Linked DNA regions of Capsicum annuum: region 1 is linked to region 2. The links are chromatin contacts, called in public Hi-C maps. All regions are on one chromosome and are shown on one strand. Each heading gives the region's core, a stretch centred on a gene start, on an enhancer-like site or on the middle of the called end of the contact. The rest is flanking DNA. Distances are from core to core; before and after follow the strand shown. Region 1 holds the start of LOC107863414 (UDP-glucuronate 4-epimerase 2). Region 2 holds the start of LOC107863421 (protein LPA2).

Region 1 (3,985 bases), core at 1,286-3,785, 460 kb after region 2:
GCTTTTCAAGCATAAAGAAATCTACATTGGCTTTCGTAAAGGTTGCCAGGAATTTTTCCATCTCTGTATTTGCTTATTGAAGCTCCTCTAAGATAGATGGTTTTATTTTTTTAGGACGTCTTCCCTTACTGACTCTTAATGGTTCATGGGGGGAGTCAGAGAAGCTTGGGATGGAGGATTCGGAGGGATCTATGGCACGAAGTTTAGTGTCTCTAACTCCGAGAGGTAGGGTTATTGGGGTAACAAGGCAGACTTTTGAACCTGTGGCTCACAAAGGAGTTGAACTCGTGGTAGTTCATGATGTTCAGGGTCCTTATCATTTGAGCTTGCATCCAGGTTTGGGCCCAGAGCTGATGCCCCAACCCCTCGGTTATCTTTTCTATCACTTCCTTGATGATTTAGTCTATCCACGCTGTGTCCTCGATCACAAGTATATTTGTTGGTCCCCCACTATGACGCAGTGGGATATGGACTTTCCCATTAGTACTAGTTTCGCCCATGATATTGGAAGTCTGGTGGGAGGATGAGGGGCTGAGACAAAGATTAGTGGCTCTTTGAGAGGTGAAGTGGTTGAGGATGATGGTTCTGCCATTGATGGTTTGAGATTCCTTAGGCGTGTCTACTAATTTTGGTAAGGGGTTGTTGTTTTGATTAAAGCTTAAGGGGGTTATTAGGGGAGTTAATTGACATAACTACTTCGGTCATGTCAACCGTCTTAGGGTGATCATTAGCCCTAATACCGACTTTGATTAACTCCTCAGAAGTTGCAGAGACAGAGGCCTCCATTGAAGCATTGTTGGTTAAAATGGAGAGTAGGACCTGGAAAGCTGCCCAAATTAAATGAGGGAGGGTCAGCGGATTTAATTAGGGGGCTGTGGTTGGTGGGTTCCAAGGTGCCACGTTTATGGTATTTACTGCCATTGGCAGTATTTTTATTGATAAGGTGGCCCGTGGGACTGACATTCGATTTATTTCTTTTCTTCCCTCTACTTTTATTATTCGTATTATTATTTTTTTGGTATCTTATGGGGTAACTATGTTGATTTTGGAGTTGCTAAGCAGTTGAGTAGCAGTGGGCGTACCTGGGCTGGCCATGTCCATTTTTACCTGGGCTGATTGTCCTGCTGTGTTATTTTGCGTCCATGGCTTGGTGATATGTGTTTTGGTGGGGATCTTCTTTTTTAGAAGGAGATAATCTGCGTCATTTTCCTCAGAGAAATTTTGAGTGGGAGTGGGTTTAGATGGTCCAGCTTCCATGGTGATTATAGGCCTGCCATGGATACAGTTTGTGGCATTATGGCCGAGTCTACCACATCTAGTGCAGAGAATTCTTTCTCCTTCATAAAAAACTCGTTGTTGGTGACTGTCAATGGTCACCTGGGTTTTTAGAGAAACATCCAGTAGAACATGGATGCATATGCGTGCATACCTTCCTCATAGAGTGGAGGATGTGCATGTATCGATTTTCAGCAGAGCTCTCAGTTTCGACCCTATCCGTTCCAAGATTGTCTGGTCGTAGAATTCAGTCGGTAGTTGCGGTAGTTTGAGCCATATTGCTGTGTGAGTTTATGTTGCTTCGTGAGGTGCAAAATTTGGCTCCCATTGCCTAACTGACAGGAAGTGGTCAGTTACAAACCAGGGATCGCCATGGAGGGCTTTCAGCATATTCTCCGACCTAGTAAATTTGACTGTATAAAAGTCATTTCCCAAATCAATGAGGATAAGGGGTTCTGTTGGCTTCCATGTGTCTTGTAAATTGGTTTTTAAATAATTATGTGCTAGTTTTTTATTGAATAGCTTAACAATTACTAAGAATTGCCATGGTCGGTAGATTCAAGCTTTGTCTTCCTCTGATAGATCGATTATGTCGTTATCTTTATTTGCTCCGATTGGGCGCTTTCCCATCTTGTAATCATAATTCTTATTGATGGAGCAAGTTTTGTTTAGCAACTTGTCTTTGAAACTGTCGCACTGAATTGAGGAGGTTACAGCATTTGTTTGGTGTTGTTCAATTGGCACCATGTCTTGTGGTTCTGGCGGTACTAGTAGCTGGGTCGGCGGTACTTTCGTCGATTGGGGCATTGAGAGAGAATCTTCTCTCACACTTTTAACAGAAGATAGATATATCCTTCTTATTGTTGTTTGAGTAATTTTGATAAAGCTGAGCCAATTTTCTTGCAAATAAAATAGTCGAGCATCCAATTCCTATAATTATCTATTAAATTAAATGTATTTTTTGTAGATTTTATTTTGATCTACTTAAATTTTTTCTACGGCATTTAAATTCAGAACTCTCAAATAACTAACAAGGATTAAATTATCCTGAAATTGTAATTCCAAAATTATAATTTGTGAACTAATTTATCTTAGTTGAAAGATTGAAATGAAATAATTTCATATTCTTATGATTAAATTAAGATTAAATGTATACATTATTTAATTGACAAAATAAACTTATCCAAAATTTAGTTCAGAAATATTTGATCTTATTCCACCTACCAAACCAGATTAATAAGACAGGAGGAGGAATTATTAGTGATGGAAATGAGAAAAGGGACAAGACTACACCCTTACGGTCAATTTGGTGAGAAAAGATATTTAATTTATCTCCGTGACGATGATGTACGTACGGTCTCAGACTTGCAAGTTTCATCCTAACCTCTTTTCCCCCTCTTAACGGTTGTTTTCTCCCCCTCTCTCTCATATTCTTCTCTCTTTTCCACATGTACAGAAACAAACCCCCACTCTTCTTCTTTTGACTCATTTGCACACGATATTCCTCTATTCCTCCCCCTTCTCTTTCTCTCTTTCTGTTAATAATATTCCTCACCCGCTTTTCAAGAAATACCTATATTATCCTTTCCCATATTATAGTTCCTACCATTCACTTTTGAATTTCAAATTTCAGCCCCCATTTTATGTTGTCAAGATTTTTCTCCATGTTCTCGGAGAATGAAGCATTTCTTGTTGTTGTAGATTGTATATTCGTACTGCCAATTTAGCCATCAATTGTGTGAGAGAGCGGAAAAAAAAAAATGAACATGGACAAGCACCGGAGATGGACATATTCAATAACGAAGCTTGTCTTTTGGACCACCCTTTTTGCAGGTACCCTTCTTTTCATGTGTTTCCACTCTCATCCTCCGTCTGGTTCTCAAACCGTTTATCCCAAAGTGAAATGGGATGGGAACCCACAATGGGAAAAGCGGGTAAAACTTTCTGCCCGTTCACGTTCCGGTCATTTCTCCGTACTTGTTACCGGCGCCGCCGGTTTCGTTGGGTCCCATGTCTCCGCCGCCCTCAAACGCCGTGGTGATGGCGTCGTTGGACTCGACAATTTCAACAGCTATTACGACCCGTCGTTGAAAAGAGCCCGTCAGAAACTGTTGGAAGAGAAAGGGGTTTTCGTCATTGAAGGAGATATCAATGAGAATAAACTGCTTAAAAAGCTTTTCGACATTGTTGCATTTACCCACGTAATGCATTTAGCTGCACAGGCCGGCGTTCGTTACGCGATGAAGAATCCTGGTTCTTACATCCACAGCAATATAGCAGGTCTCGTTAGCCTTTTCGAGGCCTCCAAATCGGCTAATCCGCAACCTGCAATTGTTTGGGCATCATCCAGCTCTGTTTATGGGCTGAATACCAAAGTACCCTTCTCAGAAAAAGATCGAACGGATCAACCAGCGAGTCTATACGCCGCCACAAAGAAGGCTGGTGAAGAGATTGCACATACGTACAATCATATCTATGGTCTTTCGATTACAGGGTTGAGATTCTTCACTGTTTATGGACCGTGGGGACGGCCAGATATGGCGTATTTCTTCTTCACAAAGGACATACTAAAAAGAAAGGCGATTTCGGTTTTTCAAGGTTCAAATAACAAAAGTGTAGCAAGGGATTTTACCTACATTGATGATATAGTGAAAGGGTGTTTAGGGGCATTGGATACAGCAGAGAAGAGCACAGGAAGTGGTGGAAAGAA
Region 2 (4,459 bases), core at 926-3,425:
CTAATATGAGTGCAATACACTCGCCAACACGTGGCATGCCATGTCATTTTTCAATGACACGTACATGCCACATAGGAAATTAAATATTTAAATATATAATCTTTCTTATACTACTTACTCTTTTTTTTTTTACTTTCCTACTCTCTTTTCTCTTCCTATGGCTGACAATTCTAGCACTACGGTCAACACCGCCAATAGCATCGTGGCGGCAAACCTGTCAGAATCGAAAAGTTGTGGTGACCAAGCCGATGAGATCGATCAAGCAGAGCAACAGTCTTCTGCCGTCGCCGACATAGATATCAGATAATAATAATAGTAAAGGGAGTTTCTATTATATGACAAAATTATAAATTTTTTTGTAAAAAAAAAAGTCATGAGGAAAGTGGGGAACTGGTGGGGGTATTTGGTGCAGGGTGAGGGAGATGGGCTGGTGCAGGGGTGGGAGGTTAGCAATTTTCAAAAGATTGTCACCGGAGTCAACAACAGGGGTCGTTTGGTCGCCGATTAAGATGGTGTTTTTGGCGATATTTCGCCGAAAAATTCGAGTGGCCTAAACTGTTGTTTCTTCCTTTTTTTCACTCTATTTTTCTCACTATTTTCTTTGATTGTCACTCTTTTCTGATTACTCTTTCTCTATTTTTCTCCGACCAACTCTTTTTCTTTCACTCAATTTCCCTCTCCCTGTTCTATTTCTCTCTCGATCTATTTGATTTTTCTCTATCTTTCTCCTAATTTTTGCCTACTATTTTCCTCCTCTAAATCCCTTTTTTCGTCTATGGAGTATTTGCTCCCCTCCCCTGTTTTTCGTGTATGTATGTGTAGCAGTTTATTTGATGGAGAAGAAGTAAAAAATAGAGGAATGGGGAATGAGACTGGTGCGGGAGGTGGGGGATGAAGAAGAAGGGTCCTTTTTTATTTCTTTTTTAAAAAATTACAGTTATTTTAAAAAAATTAGAGGTAAAAAATTGGCTTCACACGCTAAAATGCGCGTGTTTTACACCCATTTTGCCAAATCATCAAATTAATGCCACATGAGCAAATAAGAGTTTAAAATATTGAATTGCGTGGTTCAGATGACAAATGTATAAGTAAGAGTATCCACTTTACAAATTAGACCAAGTACAAGAATCCATCAAGCTATTTTGCTTATTTTTAAGACAATGTAATTTACTTATCAAACACTAAAAAGTAAGTAAAATATTCACTTATTATCACTCTGAAAGAGATGAATTCGTTGTTAGGAATCATTAAATCCTATAAATGATTATTTGGGTATGTCATAAAACTTTTTTGAAAGACAAGAATCAAATAATTTTCTGTAGTGGAACAAAATATCTCTCATCTCTCCTCAAATAGATTTTTTTTTAAATTTTCAAAAGAATGTTGCTATGTTGTTTTGAAGGGTGCACTAATTCCTTAATTTAGAGTGTGCAAGAACCGAACCAACCAATAAACCAAACCGATAAAAATGTTATTGGGTTAACGATTTTTTATTGGTTTATAAAAAATTTTATTGGGTAAGCGGTTCGATTTTGATTTTAACTTGTTGGATTATCGGTTTAAGGATACACTAAATTATTGTTTTACTTCTATTTGTGTTATATATATAAATATTTATATTAATAATATATATATATATATATATATATATATATATATATATATATATATATATATATATATATATATATACACACACACTACTTATTCAGATTTATAAAGTATTAACCTATTCAGTACAACAAAGACATAATACAAAGCTTGGGTGTTGTCGTATTGGAAAGCTTGAAGGATTTAGTTGCTTTCAATAATTAGGATTCAGTTTTTTTCCAAACTAACATTCAGTTCAAATTTGAAGATTCTTATAAACTAAAACGCATTGCTTATAATTTTGGCAGCAACTAAGTTTTTTTTTTTTTGGTTGTTACTATTTTTATTTTATGAATATTTTCTTATCGGTTAAACCGAAAATCGAACCGTTAAACACCAAAAATCGAAAACCGATAAGAATATCTTATTGATTTTGTATATTTAAAAAACAAAAATTGATAAACTGAACCAATAATACATAAAATCGAACTAAACCGACCAATGCACACCTACCATAATCCAGTATCAAAGAAAATATTTTTCAATTAAAAAAACAAATGAGAAACTCACTTTATTTTCCGAAGAAAATATTTTCGTCCTTCTAATGTTGTACGGTTGTATTCTACTTGATCCCATCCAAAAGCCAATTGATTTGGGGGTGATAATTAAAGAAGGAAAAAAGAAAAGAAAAAGAGGGAGTTGAACAAACAAAACTGAAAATGGCGCTACTATTGAACTCACCACATACCAAGGGACCTCATCTTCTTCTCCAGTACTCCCACACCTACCCGCATCCCCTCAGAAATTTGTCCATCAAATTCCAGGACACTTCTTCTTCTGATGATAGTAAATCTAGAGAGGACACCCCATCATCATCATCATCATCTACGGTGACCAAGAAGGCCACCAGCTCCAGCTCGAGTTCCTTAGGTTTTGGCTCATCTGTTTCGACATCGAAGAAGAAACAACAAAAGGGGAAAAGAGAGAGGGACACAATTATTCGACGAGAACCCATTCAGAAGCCCAGTTTTGCTACCCAACCAGCGGTGGAATCGAAGGAATTTCAGAAAAATGAGAGTGCTTTTCTTCTTGCTTGGTTAGGACTTGGCGGAATTATCCTTGTAGAGGGTATTCTCCTTGCTGCCTCTGGTAAAATCATTGCCCACCCTTTAATTGCATTTTCTAATTTCGCTCCTTTTTTCTTCACGCTTAGTAAATATAAAGAGTAGCTTCTTTTCTTTTGATAAGTGAGTGATTATCTGATTAACTTTTAGGTTCTTGGTTATTGTTAGAGTTGGTTAGATTTCCCACATTGGTTTGGGGGGTGGGGGGTGGGGATGGACCAGTGGTTTGCTTATATGTACTTGCGCAATCCTTCCTCGTGAGCTATCTTTCCTGGCTGAGTTAGGCCCAGGTTCTCAATTAAATTCCCTTCATCAGGAAATTCAGAAATTGTACTGTGCAAATAGGGCAAAGCAAACTGTTTTGGTTAATCCCCTTGTCATAAGAGACTAGTGTTGTGGTAAAGGGGTTCAAAAGTTGCTTAGATCACATGTTCAAATCCTAGGTGTGACACTCTAGTACTTGTTTTAGATGCACAGGTTACTTGTATATGTGTCTAGTCTCTATTTGTTCTTGGTTGCCTCTTCCCATTTATAAGTAAGAGCGCAGCTAAATAGAGGGGAAGAGTTCAATTCAATTCCCTTCATCGGAAATTCAGAAATTTTACTGTGCAAATCAGTCAAAAACAAACTCTTTTTGTTATATATGAACTGTTGAATCCCCTTAACATAAGAGAAGATTCTATTGTAGTGGCAAAGGAGTTCAAAAGTTGCTTTAGATCACATGTTCAAAATCTTAGTGTGTCACTCTATTACCTGTTTTAATTCACTAGTATGATTTTTTTTACATCACCCCACTGCATACTCAAATTATGTCATTGGGTAGCAATAAGCTAATATACTTTACATGATGTTTCCTAATTATTCTTGGGATATATCACGAACGAACATTTCCTGTGTTTAATGATGTTTCTAAGTCATGATCTCTTACTCCCAGGGTGATCTTTTGAAATCAGTAATGTGCATTACATCTATGAAAAATAGTGATATGCCTATGACTTATATGACATGGCTGTGCCTTAACTAAGTGCATCAGTCAGATATGAAAGCACACTTGAGTTGAGAAAAAAAATAATGATGGTAACAACTACATCACCTTTCTCAATAGAAAATGAAAACTAGATATAGTTATTAATTGTAAGTAATACAAAGGATAACTCTGTCACATTGTTTTTTCAAAGATGCTGAGCTTATTATTGAAATAGCATTAAAAAAGTGCTGTAAAAAATAGGCCAAACACATTGCCAACCCCCTAAACTTGGCACGAACTTTCATTTTGGCACCTCAACCAACCATTATTCATTTTAAGCACCTAAACAAGTGTCCAAGTGTCTCATTTTGCCACCTTTTGCTGACATAGCACATTGTGTGTGTTGCACGAAACTTAGGCGCGTGAGAAGCTCTGTTTTATGATTTTTCAATTTTTTTTACCTTCTTCTACTTCTTCTTCTTCTTCCCTTTTTCTTCCTCCACCAAGTCCACGTTCCACCACCTTTAACTACCACTGGTAAGCTTTTTTTCTTTGGTAATTTTTTTTAACCTTCTTCTTCTCCCTCCACCAACTCCACCTTCCAACATCAGCACCATCACCATGCACCAAACTACCACCAATAATTTTAGAATTACAAATACGTAGAGGAAAAAAAGCATCACATACTAATTTTGAAGAACTTTAGAAAAATCTGAAAGAATACAATGGAAAAAATAAAGAATACTAGATGCTGTTTATATTTGTTAATCTACATCAA

What was found. A called contact is a pair of places that touch in the nucleus more often than the background predicts.
Region 1: a Hi-C map of leaf shows a contact between it and region 2, with 2.7 times the contacts expected there. The contact joins the promoter of LOC107863414 here to the promoter of LOC107863421 in region 2. A contact is called at or near these places in 4 of 5 Hi-C or Micro-C datasets (bud, leaf and placenta).

What each region holds. Positions count from the first base shown.
Region 1 is chr3:197,864,756-197,868,740 of UCD10Xv1.1, forward strand. LOC107863414 (UDP-glucuronate 4-epimerase 2) reads left to right here and starts at 2,536. Exons shown (of 1, transcript XM_016709317.2): 1 at 2,536-3,985. The coding sequence starts at 3,036.
Region 2 is chr3:197,403,344-197,407,802 of UCD10Xv1.1, forward strand. It overlaps LOC107863421 (protein LPA2), which reads left to right and starts at 2,176. Exons shown (of 2, transcript XM_016709330.2): 1 at 2,176-2,739. The coding sequence starts at 2,310.